Linked DNA regions of Sus scrofa: region 2 is linked to region 1. Evidence: chromatin contacts called from public HiChIP or PLAC-seq data. All regions are on one chromosome and are shown on one strand. The core of a region is the stretch at or near the end of the contact, and the rest is flanking DNA. Distances in the headings are between cores, read along the strand shown. Region 1 holds the start of CHRNA1 (acetylcholine receptor subunit alpha). Region 2 holds the start of ATF2 (cyclic AMP-dependent transcription factor ATF-2).

Region 1 (7,097 bases), core at 1,836-4,335:
TCTTTTGCATCCAAGTCCAATCCTTTAGGAAATCTCTACGCCACAGCTCATGGCAACACTGGATCCTTAACCCACTGAGTGTGCCTCAGCTTCCAAGGGGGGGGGGTGGGAGATTTCGCCTCTGACAGTGGTTGAGGGCTGTTTCGGAGGGGCATTAACTCTCTTGCATTTGCAGGGTATCCCTGTGTTCCCTCAGATAAGGAATAAAAGGAAAAACCCTCAGGTGGAGGGTCGCAGGTGTGGGCAGTCAGCAGATTTCTCTGAGTCAAGGCGAAAGCCAAGGGGACGTGACTGGGCACCAAGAGAGTCTGCAAGGATTCTTTGGTTCATCTCTGATTTTGCTCTTTTGGCAGAACTCCCTTGTTCATAGCGCTCAGTGGCCCTCAGGATGTGCTCCTCGCCGGGTTCTTCCTCCTCCATGAAGTCCAAGGCTACCTGTGAGGTGAGTGGTATGGATAGCGCCCTCTGGTGGACACTGCAGGTGCTGTAGCCTTTCTGCCATGCGTTTCATCCACCCAAGGACTGAATTCAAGTCTTGAGCAACCAAAGCTTTGCAGTCTGAGTTCTTTGGCCATACAATTCCTCCAGATATTTAGTAAGCTTCTGAAATACTTCTTTGCAGTCATTTTCATGTGCCAGTATGCACACCTAGGGTTCTTTATCAGACATAATTCTCAAGCCTGATTTACGTCTTTGCATCTGAACCCCTAATGCTTCTTTCTTCCCACTTAATGGAAACCATCTTGAAGCCTCTAGGGGGGAAAATGGGCCTGAGCATAAAGCGAGCAGCCTTAAATGGCTCTTAAGGCTAACCAGCTTTTGTTGCTGAAAGCCTTTTTTTCTGTGTTACCACTTACTCTTAGGGTTCAAAGCAGAAGGCTCTAGATTTCTGGGCACATTCTATTCCCTTTCAGTTTTGTTCTTGAACCAGCCACTTGTTGTTTGAGCTTGACTCTTCCTTGCGCAGACTTGCTAAGCAAAGCCAATAGGAACTAACACTGGCTTTGTGTTTTCCAGCCTCTTCTAGAGGCTTGTTAGATACTTTGCTCATGAAGTAATCAAGGACAATGCTTTTATTAAGTAATTTGATATTATCTTCATCTTTTCAGTCTCCAATAGCAATTTTATTGCCCTTCCTCCACTGTGCTACATATTTCAGGATCCCCAGTGCAAGGGAGTAAATTTTGTATGAATAACGATAACACTAGCTGCTGTACAAATAGGCCCAAGGATTTCAATGGCTTGACACAGTAAAAGTGTTGTTCTCGCTCATAAAATCTGGGTGATGACCATGCCAGTGGGGTGCCCTCCTCCCTCAAGTCATTCAAGAATTCAGAATGTCCACAATGAACTTCTCTGCAGAACACATACTGACTCACAGACTTTGAAAAACTTTGGTTTCCAAAGGAGAGAGGTTGGGGGGTGGAGGGGATGCACTGGGGGTTTGAGATGGAAATGCTATAAAATTGGGTTGTGATGATCCTTGTACAACTATAAATATAATCAATTCATTGAGTAATATTACAAAAAAAAAGTTCAGGATGTCCAAAGGAAAGCCCCCTACCACATGTGGTTTCCAAGGTCACCCTAAGAGTCATGTCCACGCAGCCCAGTCAGTCAGAGATGAGGCTGCAATGGGAGAATGGGCTCATAAAATTTCCCTTACATTTCATTTTCTAGAACTTGATCCATGGCTCCATCTAGATATAAGGGGCAAGGTGGCAGGAGGTATTCCTGCCTTTGCACTCACAGTGCTATGCCAAGAAGGGAGAAAACCTTTTTTTCCCCCATAGACAGTTAGGGATCTCCCAGAATTTAAAGCAAAAAGTGTATAAATCATGCAGACTCCATCTCTCTCCACCACACTCCAAGCCCTCTCCCTAATTGTTTCTTGGACTCACAGGAATAAGGGAATTGGCCAGGACGCCGTTCTCGGGCTTGCAGTGAGGGACCTTCCTCCTTTGATTCAGGCTGAGAAGGAAGTGAGGAAGGAACAGGCTGGGTGTCTTTAAATAACTGCTCTTTTCCCTGTTTTGGTGAAAAATACTTCTCAGGCTGAGCAATTACTAACTGCTGGCATTGGGGACTTTTTTAGACAAAGCAACTGAAAAGCTGAACCCCCCGTTCCCTGCTTCCCTGAGTGAGAGTAGGCAGAGGAGCAATGGAAGGAAGTAGGAGCCTGGAACAGCGCTTATGCGCTGGGACACTTTTCCCATTAATTACTTTTCACTTGAATAACAGGACGTGGGAGGTGGGCTGTTTGCTGCAGCTAATGGGGCACCATGGGATAGGTATTGCCAATACAGAGATGAGGGTTGGAACAGCCACTCCAGGGGCCACCATAAAACCAGTTTTATGGAAGAAGCTGCCGTGGTTTAAAACCAAACCCGATCAGACATGGAATTCTCTCCAGCAGCCCTTTCAGCACCAACTACACTCTTCTCAAAGCCATTCATTCTGTTACAAAAACCCCAGGCATTTCTCAGCCAAGGGGGAAGCAAAGTGAGTAAATTTTCCTTTTTGTAGAATGTGGACTTTTGTGCTTTAGGATGACCAGTGTCTCACACACACAGCTGATGATCCACTCAGACTGAGTGACCCTGACTAATCCACACAGATGAGGTTCTGCTTTACACAAAAGGGAGGGGGTTGCTCACCATTCAAAATAATTCATTCTTGGAGTTCCTGTTGTGGCACAGTGGTTAACAAATCCAACTAGGAATCATGAGGTTGTGGGTTCGATCCCTGGCCTTGATCGGTGGGTTAAGGATCCAGCATTGCTGTGGCTGTGGCATAGGCTGGCAATTACAGGTCCTCATTCATTCTCTAGCCTGGAAACTCCCATGTGCCGCCAGTGTGGCCCTAAAAGACAAAAAAAAAAAAAAAATTTGGTTTTACTTTAAATCAAGACTGGATTCATGGTGCTTTTAAAACACAGTGCAGTTCACACTCAACTTGTCAAAGGTACAGCAGTTATGTGAAGGGAACACCCTGTGGTAATGTAAGGACCTCAGCCCCTGGCTCCAGGGCTCCGGGCAGTCCAGCTGTCACAGCTACAAACAGGTGGTGTAAAACAATAGCTCGGCTGAGCCAACTCACTTTCCAAACCCTCCAGCAGCCAAGTGTCCGGCCAGAGTGTCAGCGAGCAGCACAGGCCACCACTTCGCCACCAGCTCATGGAGCCCCCGGCACTCCTCCTGCTCCTCAGCCTCTGCTCAGGTAAGGGCCAGGGCTGGGGGCGCTCCTTTGAGGCTAAAGCACTAGAAGCCCCCAAACCAGAGTCTTGCATCTTTGATGGGAACACAAAATTGCAGGGCTTCCCCAGCCTGAGGTGGCTCTGTCAGTTTCTCACCGATGTTGGTTTGACTGGGTTTGTGGATAAAGGTTTTTAGTTGGGGTTATTTGGTCAAATTTGGAGCTGCCTGGTCAAGAGCTACAATGTAGACATGCAAGTCTCTCCCTTCATCAGACCGGCATCCAAGTCACTCATATCATTAGATTCAGCAGGAGCTGTGGTCGTGTTTGACCAATTATAAAGACTTAGAAAGGCAACTTACAATCACAAGCAAAATGGTTCAGAAATCCTTTTATGGCTCTAGGAGAATTTTGAAAATGAAGTCAATTGATTGACAGCTCCACATGCCGGAGGGAGAAACCTATTCATGACTGTAACTAAACGCTCTCCATGAGAGCTGAAATATTTTCTTTTCTGAAGTTAAAAAGTCCATAGGAATGCATTCCTGCCTACTTTTTTTTTTTTTTTTTAAAAAAAGGACATGACTGTGTGTAGGTTTGGCTTTGGATTGAAACCATAAAAACTTACACAGCCCTTGACCTGCATTCAACTCTGAAATGTGTCACAACACAGCAGCTGAAACCCTAGCCTGAATCCCAAACTTCCGGTAAGGGGAAATAGATAGATTGCTTCATGTAAAAGTTTACTGGTGATATCAGCACAACTGAGAAACAAGGCGGCTGATGTTCTGTGGATTTCTCTTCTCTAATATTGCTCTGACAAACACAGGTCTTCCGGGCGAAAGCAGTGATGAGCTTTATTATTAATGTTTTTTCAATAACAGAGTTGAGGGGAATAGCCTAAACTCTGATAAATTATATCCTGTGGGATTTGGACTGGATCCAACTGACACTGGCCTGGTGGTGATGAGGGTGTGTGTAGGGTATGTGAGTGTATGTGTGAGTGTGTGTGTGTTGTGTTCATAAACAGTACACTCAATAGATATTCTTGAGTGATATATTTACATGTAAAAATCCTTAAGAGATCTCTTAGGACACCAAAGACCTCCAAAAATGCATGTTTAGATATTTTTACAGTATGTGATATGTATTTAGATAAAGCCTAGGGTTCTCTGGTGTCTTTTCATATAGATGGTTCACAGAAGTTTTGAGCGAGTGAAGCAATCCAATATCTTTAGTTATTTACTATAAGGAAATAGAACCTAAAGACATGAACTGCCCTGCCTGAAGTCACTTAATTTATAGACTTTGGAATGTGATCAGACTCCATTTGTGATATGCACAGTCAGAAAACACAGCCCGAAATTGCAAAGGTAGCAAGATTGAGATAAGAATTACCCAAGGTGACTGTTAACAGGACAGAAGTCCTTTTGCCCAATCAGGAGGCTGTTCCCTGCATAAAAATTCAGACTGAACCATTATGGTACAAAAGAACACTTTGAAATTGTGGCTGGGTTCCCCTACTTGGAATCAGTCCTTTGTGGGCAAAATTCTCATTCGCATCAGGGAATGTTAGCTTAACACATAAAGATCCCTGTCCTATTGCCATAGCACTTTCATTGCAACCTGCCTCTCTCTTCCAGCTCAGAAATCCCAAGCACTTCATTGCCACCTTTCTTGTGGCATGTTACTTTCCAACTCGTTCACAGCTATGTACATAAATGACAAGTGTCAATGTCCATGAGGGTAGAAGGACAGGATTTGTGTCAGATTCACATTTGAAAACCTTAAAGAAACTTTGTTCTTAAAACAAACTTTGCACACAGCCAATGTTCAGCAACTATGTGAGTGAGTTATCACCATCTGAATAAGGATAACCAACATGATTTTGCTGAAAAGGGAGACTTTGACATTGTTTATGTTTTTGTCTATATGGTTGTTAATTTATATCCTGCCTTTTAAAAAAGTATTTTCTGTGATTTATTGAATCCATGAAGAACTGGTCCAACTCTGCAGACCATATTAGAGTTGGGAACAAAATCCTAGAATTCTGACTTCAAGTCCTATAAGTTTTTGACCACTCTACCTGGCTTTGGGGAGGAAAAAAGGAAAGGATACCTATACACATGATGGAATACTATTCAGCCGTTAAAAAGAAAAAATAATGCCATTTGCAGCAACATGGATGGAACTAGAGACTCTCATACTAAGTGAAGTAAGTCAGAAGAAGAAAGACAAATACCATATGATATCATTTATATCTGGAATCTAATACGTGGCACAAATGAACCTTTCTACAAAAAAAGAAACTGACTCATGCACTTGGAGAACAGACTTGTGGTTGCCAAGGGGGAGGGAGTGGGATGGACTGGGAGTTTGGGGTTAGCAGAGGCAAACTATTGCATTTGGAATGGATAAGCAATGAGATCCTGCTGTATAACACAGGGAACTATATCTAGTTACTTATGATGGAACATGATGGGGAAAATGTGAGAAAAATAATATATATATATGTGTGTGTGTGTGTGTGAATATATATATATATATATATATGAATGACTGGGTCACTTTTCTGTATAGCAGAAATTGACAGAACAATGTAAATCAATCGTAACAGAAAAAAATAAAAACCTTAAAAAAAAAAAAAGAAAAGCATACCAAGGAACATGATCTAAGGAGTGGAGACCTCTGAAATTCCTCACAGAAGGCATGAGGCCCCCTGTCCTTGGCAGGGTGGAGAGGAGGAAGTGCATGTCCCTGGAATGCTGACCATGCCTGGGTCCCCAGTCCTCTTTTCTCCCCCTTGGACTGTAGGGTTGACCTCCATTGTTTTCCTGCTACTTGATGCTGACCATCTGCTCTGTCCATTGCATTCTTGTATGTTCTTTCTGTCAAACATAAACCACCACTTAAAAAATAAGCAACCCAGGGCAATGCAGCCAAAGCAATAACCTCCAACCTGGTGGCCAAGCCACTCAGTGATCCATCCCAGTCTCCCCTGCTCCACTGCAGGCTGGGTGGGGCCCGGGATCGACAAGGCAGGGGGGTCAGAGGATGGCTGCATCCCAGGAGCTCAGTGCGGTGACCACAAAAAGTGGGGCTCTTTGGACAACATGATCCCCCAAGCATCCTCAGATGCAGGTGGTTTGGGAGAAATGCCCCATGAACGCTCTGTATGGATACTTTAGGGTTCAGAAAATTTGGGAAACTAGAAATGAAGAGGGAAGCTAGGTAAGGGTTCCATACATCGAGTCCAGGAAGGTCATAATGAAGACATTTGAGCTTCAAAAATCTGAATGGACACGATACCTTTGGCTTTAGGGAGGTGGTAAAAACGCAGCCGTGGGATTAGACTGCCCCCGTTTATAATCCCCACCTCTGACTAGCTGGGAGCTGGGAATACACTGCTCAGCTCTCTGGACCTCAGTTTTCCATTTGTAAAGTAGGAGGAAAGACATACCTCACAGGATTTTTATAAGGATTCAATAAGGCAAAGCAAATAAGTGCCTTTAATAAAGCTCTGCAGACTAATGAAAACACATATTTTGGTAAGATGAAAATGTTTCTGCTTATTGCATAGCATTGGTAATTTCAAGCTGATCTGAGGTTCTGGATGAGCAAAAGTGGTTCAGAGCATGGGTTTAAATCCTGGCTCTACCATTTATGAAATCTGGACCTCAATGTCCTCAACTGTAGAGTGAGGACAAAGATAGTACACAGCACGCCCAGTATAAGGATGGAAAGGGTTAGTGTATATAAAGCATGTAGAAGAGTGTCTGGCACAAAACAAGTCAGATGTGGTATTATTATTATTAATTATTATTTGGGGATTTTTATGGCCACATCTACAAAACATGGAAGCTCCTGGACCAGGGATTGAATCCAAGCTACAACTATAACCT
Region 2 (7,427 bases), core at 2,120-4,619, 380 kb before region 1:
GTTAAGGATCTGGCATTGCTGTGAGCTGTGGTGTAGGTTGCAGATGCGGCTCAGATCCCAAGTTGCTGTGGCTCTGGTGTAGGCCAGTGGACCAGCACCAATTGGACCCCTAGCCTGGGAAGCTCCATATGCCACGGGAGTGGCCCTAGAAAGGCAAAGAGACAAAAAAAAAAAAAAAAAAAGTTTTCTGCATTTGTAAAGAGAAGATTCTAGAGAATTTTAGGGTTGCTGTAGATATTGAATGAAAAATTGAGAAAAATGGAAATGCAAAGCATGAAGATATACATAAATAGTGAGCTTACAAGTTCATGGGATCTGAACTGAAAATATTAACTGTGTTCATTTTTGTCTACACTGAATGTTTTCTCCATTTGTAGAAAAGCTATAGTGAAGAACTGTTGTAGAACTAGATAAATGTAGATTAAAGTTAGCCACTTTGCTATGCCAGGCTGCCCACATGCATATTTAAAAGGTTTGCATTTGCTTCACCTATTTTTTCCACCTGACCGCCTTTATACTTTCTCTCGATATTACTTTCTCTTTAGAAAATTAGCAAAACTGTTCTCAGAACAGATCAGAGTACTATTTGTATTATTAAATGATTCTTCTCTTGTCTAGAAAGACGCCTAAAAGATTTTCTTTAAAATAACATGTAAATAATTATCTAATGGCAACAAACTGGGGAAGTAAGGATGAGGGGAAATTTAAATTGAATCAAAACTGAAGAAAAACATAAGTGAATGGAAAATAATTTTTTTAATCTATCTAATTTGAATGCCATAACATTTATAATTCATTTGCTCACACTAGGCATTTTGGGGGATGGTGAATGTGTGTGTGAGTGAGTGTGTTCTAGATGTAATAATTTATGATCTGTCAATTGCACATTTTGTCCATCACCATGTTCATCATCAGTAACCTGAGCTGCTGTGGTTTTAATAATCAGTGCTACATTACACTAACACTACACAGTATTACTAACATTATATAGGGACAGTACTTTCATTTTAATTTGAGACAAACAGTGTTAATAATTTGGTCCCTTTCAGGTTTTTGTTTTTTGTTTTTTTGGTTTTTTTTGGCTTTTTAGGAACCTCACCTGTGGCATATGGAAGTTCCTAGGCAAGAAGTAGAATTGGGAGCTGTAGCTGCTGGCCTACATCTCAGCCACAGCAATGCATGATCCAAGAAGTGTCTGTGACCTACACCACAGCTCACGGCAATGCCGGATCCTTAACCCACTGAGCGAGGCCAGGGATCGAACCTGTGTCCTCATGGATACTAGTCAGGTTTGTTACCACCAAGCCATGACAGGAACTCCCTGAAATTAGTTTTAAAAGAAGGGGTAAATTGGCTCACACATGTATACAGGCCAGACCTGATAAAAAGTCCAGTGCCATTACAATTTCACTCTTATGCCAGATATCATTATTGAACTGCAGGTTCATTAACTCTCGAATACTATGCCCCACAATCTTCCAACAATTTCAGTTTCACTTGAGTTTGGAGATAATGTTTGAGGTTTTGGGGGTTTTTTTGTTTTTTTTTTTTTCTGCACTTGTGGCATGTGGAAGTTCCCACTCCAGGGATGAACCTGTGCCTACCCAAGGTGCTGCACTGACAAGGATCTCTTAGCCCTCTGTGCCACAAGGGAACTCCCTAAGATCGCATTTTATGTTCATACGTAAACTTCTCAGCCTTAACCCACTGTGCCACAAGGGAACTCTCTGAGATTATATTTTATGTTCATGTGTAAATTTAATTCATAATTTTGTTATAGACTAGAAATCATCACTTAATAGATGGAAAACAAAACATTGAAAAAAACACACTTTTAAAAAATAATGCAACTTTTTGTAGGAGCCCCATCATACTTTTCAACAGTGCCAGTGTGTATTTATTGAACAATCAATATTTGTGTTTTTAGGAGTGTATCTGTGTCAACTGCAGAGCAATAAACATTGTCCCTTTTGTCTTTTATGTTAATCAAAAGATTCCCCCCCCCCGCCCGGCTTTTTATCTTTTTAGGGCCTCACCCATGGCATATGGAGATTCGCAGGCTACTGGTTGAATTGAAGCTGCAGCTGATGACTTACGCCACATCCACAGCTGCACGGGATCCAAGCCACATCAGTGGCTGACACAGCTCATGGCAAGGAGGGATCCTTAACCCACTGAGCGAAGCCAGGGACTGAACCGTGTCCTCATGGATACTAGTTGGGCTCCTCACCGCTGAGCCATGGTGGGAGCTCTTCCCCCCTTCTTTTTAAACAGGTACTTTCAGAGCCTGACAGCTGTTTCCTTGGCATTGCATCAACCTACTAAGCGGTAGCATTAATATTTGTGGAAGAGTGCAATTTCTAAGCCATATTCTAATTTGGTGTCATTTGGTCCTCTCTAAAATATTAATACGGAGTTTTGAGGTTTTAAAGGTTTGAAATTATCGCTACTAAAATTGATCTATTTTTATCTATAGTAAGTAAACTGATAAAACAAGGTACACCATAACATGGAGGATTTTTTCTTATTAACAAGTCCTTCCATTGTTTTAAGTTATGGAGACATGGTAGAAGGCCACAATATTTCCTTTTAGTAAGTTACTTAGAATATATTTGTATGCCAATATCATACACCGGTGCTGGGCGCTTTGAGCCGGAGCAATCAGTTTCAGCTACAACTTAGTAAATTCGAACAAAAGCCGTTCATAGTAAAGGCTTTTTCGTTTATTTTCAGAACTGACATTTTGCTTTCGCGCCTTAGGCGTGTATGGGGGCTCGGGGGTAATTTCCAGCAAACTTCGCCTCTTCTAAACTTCAATTTAACCGAACCCCGCCCCTGCCTCCGCCCCCTCCCCACAGGCTTCACGGTAGCCCGAAGGTGGGTTTCGGTGCACGCCTCCCTACGCTTTACTCTTTTTCCTCCCGAGGGTCGGGAAATGACAGCAACGGAAATACCAGGCTCCCGGATATGACTTCTTCTGCTTTCTCTCCCGCTACTTGCAGCCTTTCCAGAGTTCACCTTTCCTCCCTGCACATCAACAACCTCCTCTAGCCACCTCAAGCAGCCACCTGCTGAGCGCCCCAGTCTCGCGCCCGCCTCCAGCCAGCTGCCAATCACCCTTCTGCAGCTCCTGGGTTACCGAGACAACACTCTTTCGACTGGTCCCGCCCCGTCCAGAATTGCTTCCCGCCCATCTGGCTCTTTATCCAATAGCCAGCGGTCGAGTAGTCTTTGGCTCCCGCCCCCTTCACCCCGGCCCTCCTGCAGTCCCGCCCCTTTTCCTACGCCTCACGGAACCACCTGACCCGGAGGCGCTTGGTCTGAAGGAAAGCAAGAAGGGGCGTGTGCGTGGAGGGGAGGGGCATGAGAAGAAAGGAGGGATGCCGGGAGTGGGGCGGAGAGAAGGGTTGTCAGTCCGATCTCGCGAGAGAGGACGGAAGCCTGTGGGAGCCCGTGGCCTTTAAAGTGTGGTTCAGCCCTTTCCTCCTGGGGTGGTTGGTAAACACCGCTGAGCTCGGGTATTCTCAGCCACTGAAAGAAGCATGAACTAGTGACTTGGAAAGGTGAGTGGTGATGGGGAGAGGGCTGCAGGACTGCAGACTGTAGGGATACGGAGAAAGAAGGCACTAATATGGCGACGTCGCTCACCATAGTCCCCACCCCCCGCTTCCCATCACCTCGGGCGCTCCTGACTCGGTGCCTAGCCCGCGGGGCGGCTGTGGCTGTGCTGCCACCTCAGCGGACCGCGCGGCGTCCGCTTCGCGAGCCGGACCGGCCAGGCTGGACCGTTAGGTAACTGGCATTTGTTGTTCCGGCCCCTCCCTGCTCGCGCGCTTTCCTAACGAAGAGGAAAAGAATAACGGCTCCTCTTAGACCCCTCCCCCTGATATAGCTTCCCCTTCTTTGGTCAGTTCAGAGGTCCCGGGGCACACGTCGGATTCGCCGAGGATGCAGGGAGACCCCCCGCTTCAGTCCTTAGATTGAACAGGAAGAGGGCTGGCTCTGGGCTCCCCACTCAGTGGTTTGGGGACTGTATGTGATGGTGGTGGCGGGGGGCAGGATCATGAGGCGCGGCTGAAAACAGGGTCAGGGTCTCTGGCTGTGGTGGAAGCTGGTGGAACAAATGGTGTAAGAACCTGGAGCTGGAAGTATCTGCCTTTTCTGTCCTTTCTGCCCCTTCATACTCTCGCCACCCCCTGCATTTTCCCAATGGGGCGGGGCTGAGGTGCGGGTGCAGATTGATTCTGGTATTTTCCCCCATTTTTTTTTTTTTTAACCTTACTGGGTAGACTGCAGAGCTTCTGTAGGGGAATAACCTGTGCTTTTTATTGATGCCCTAGGGACCGGGCCCGAGTGTGTGTGTGTGTGTGCGCGTGTGTGTGCGTTTTCTGTGTTCGCTGGTTGAACTGACGCTAGGAGGAGGGAGAAGGCGGAGGGGCTGGGAACTATTTTTGTTCCCTTAGGTAGCATAAAATTGTCTTTGCTTAATGAAAAGTTTTAAAACTGGTCAGGACAGGAGCAAAAGTACTGTGAATATGGTGGAGTAAAAGGGATTACTCCTGAGGAACCTTAGGCCTGTGACTAATCCCTTAATTATTATGTGAAAAGTTACAGATTCTTAGGAATTTTAAGTTTTGGAGACGGCAACAGTAAATAAATTTAATGTATATGTTTGAAATCAGGAAAAACCGGTTCCTTTGGGCACACTTTTTGTCCTATGTGAAGAAATCTATAACCATTGTCAGTAATCACCTTTCTAGGCACAATCTTAAAGCCTATATCCAAAACTATGAAGGTGAGAAGCTTGTTAAAAAGTCATCCCTACAGGGTTAAGTGCCCTGGAAGACAAATACAATAGCAATTATATTTTGTAATTGAATTTAAATTTATTACACTGACTTGAAGAATCCGCTGTAAGCACTGTTTTCAAAACTACAGGAACATCATTGTACAGTATGTTCAAAAATAGAGATGCCCTTCTTCAGATCACGAAGCAATTACGTTCATGGATCTTTAAGGTCATTAATAATTTAATTCTAATCTTTGTAAAATAATTTGTATGAATATTCCAAATGCAGTGTGTGCTGCTTTCCTAAGAAACATGTTTAATCTTGTTTTGAGAGAATGCTACTGCCATTAAGTTTTAGTTATTTAAAGTGTAATAGAGTGGTAGTTTAGAACACAGGTGTTTGGTTTTTAGTTGTCAGTAAGGAAGGGGCTTTCAGGGACTTTTGTGTGTTGTAAGATACATGCCTTCTGTAGATTTGATTGTATTTTCTGGAATTTGTTTTTTGAAATACCTTATTAGAATGTTTATTTAGTATTTGGGGCACTATATTTATTAAATGTGCAATCCAGAAATTCCTGCATTTACTTTTTTACTTAGAGTATATGTTTCATATTTTTAAACTGAGATTAACAGAAGTGATTGTCAGCTCTTTAAGAAATAATTTGAAGTGGTGCTTTTTATTGGTATTCAGGATTTAGAGACTATATGAATATCATTTTTTTTTTTTGTCTTTTTGCCTTTGCTAGGACCGCTCCCCCGGCACATGGAGGTTCCCAGGCTCGGGGTCTAATCGGAGCTGAAGCCGCTGGCCTATGCCAGAGCCACAGCAACGCAGGATCCAAGCCACATCTGCAACCTACACCACACACAGCTCACAACAACGCCAGATCGTTAACCCACTGAGCAAGGGCAGGAACCGAACCCGAAACCTCATGGTTCCTAGTCGGATTCGTAAACCACTGTGCCACGACGGGAACTCCTATATGAATATCATTTTAAAAAGATATGCTTTACATCAAACTTCTACTCCCTGTAATTAACATTAACTCTGAAGAAATCATCTATAAAGTTTTTCTACCTAAATTTTTGTATTTTGGAAAAGTTGGGATTTAATGATTTGTATATCTTCTGCTGGTAGATTAAATTGTTAGATCCAGTAAATAATCTCACCATACATGCTGTTTCCATTCATTTTGTCTTCAGGCTCTTCCTTCCAATATGAAATAAGCCTATAAGCTGGCACCTCTTTTTCTTTGATATTCCTAGTTTAATGTCCTTAGAAAAGGTAAAGTAGTTGAAGTCTCCCTATTTTAAACCAGATTTTCACCAGAAACTCTCATCTCCACTGAATAACAATTATTTTTTTTAAATTAATAAAGTATTTGTTATGCTGTTCTTTAATTAAAAGTGTACTATGGAATTCCCACTGTGGTTCAGTGGGTTCAGGATGTGGCATTGCCAAAGCTGTGGTGTAGGTCACAGCTGCTGCTCAGATTCCACCCCTGGCCCAGGGAACTTCTGTACACTGAGGTGTGGGCACAGTAAATTAAAATGTACTGTAAATAAATTTGTATTGTTGTAGTCAGTAGTTTAATCTAGAACATTTATGTGTTTATCAAATATTCCCACCTTTTCCTTGAGGCTAAATACTGATCTAAAATTCTGCGTGTTATTGTAACTTTTACTGATGAGGTAGTAATGATAGTATTCACCTATTCATATCTAGGGGAAAATCCCACAAAAAATATTTTGTTTCTTTTGTTCTGTTTCTTAAGTTTGAAAAGTTAGTGTAAGTTATAGTTTCAAAGAAATTTAAGGATCTTTAAGGTCAGCAATAATTGGAATTATTTTACATGTATTATTATAACTAAATATCATTTAAAATAACATAAATATTCATTAAAAATCCTACTTTCATTCTTTTTAATAACCTTGTAACTGGTATATCCATTTATATATGTGTATTTTTTGGGCGGCTTTTTTTTTTTTGGCTTCTCTAGGGCCGCACCCACAGCATATGGAGGTTCCTAGGCTAAGGGTCTAATTGGACCTGTAGCCGCTGGCCTACGCCACAGCCTCAGCAACTTGGGATCCAAGCCACATTTTCAACCTACACCACGGCTCCAGAAATAACAGATCTTTAACCCACTGAGCAAGGCCAAGGATCAAACCTGCAACCTCATGGTTCCTAGTCAGATTCGTTAACCACTGAGCCATGACGGGAACTCCTCCATTTATATATATATATTTTTTTTAGTGACGCTTTCTTTTTCTTCTTCTTGGCATTTTGGTAGTGGTAGTAATTAAAAACATTTTTTTGCAACAAGAAGGGATATAAATTCTTGGTGGCCTAGGCCTCATCACCCACCTCTGCATTCTGTATCTTAACAGAGATAGAGATTCTACACCATTTTTTTCTTTCGGTCTTAATAATTAAGGAATAGAAAGCACTCCCAACAGTAATAGTAGCTTATTACTGGAGAAACTCTCAACAAGATTAGAGGGGAAAGACAGAGTGGGAATGATTGTAATTGGCAAAAAAGCCAGTTGGTAAATTACCAAGAAGTATTTTGGTTACTTTGGTATTATATGGTTACCTTCACCTGTAATGTGACCTTAAATTTATAAATATGCTCCC

What was found. HiChIP or PLAC-seq counts read pairs in DNA pulled down with a chosen protein or histone mark.
Region 2: an H3K27ac HiChIP or PLAC-seq map of alveolar macrophages shows a contact between it and region 1. The contact joins the promoter of ATF2 here to the promoter of CHRNA1 in region 1. A contact is called at or near these places in 2 of 2 datasets of contacts at active chromatin or transcription factors (alveolar macrophages and skeletal muscle).

The regions. Positions count from the first base shown.
Region 1 is chr15:80,688,244-80,695,340 of Sscrofa11.1, reverse strand. It overlaps CHRNA1 (acetylcholine receptor subunit alpha), which reads left to right and starts at 3,085. Exons shown (of 9, transcript XM_021075437.1): 1 at 3,085-3,219. The coding sequence starts at 3,177.
Region 2 is chr15:81,072,515-81,079,941 of Sscrofa11.1, reverse strand. ATF2 (cyclic AMP-dependent transcription factor ATF-2) reads left to right here and starts at 3,369. Exons shown (of 14, transcript XM_021075925.1): 1 at 3,369-3,563.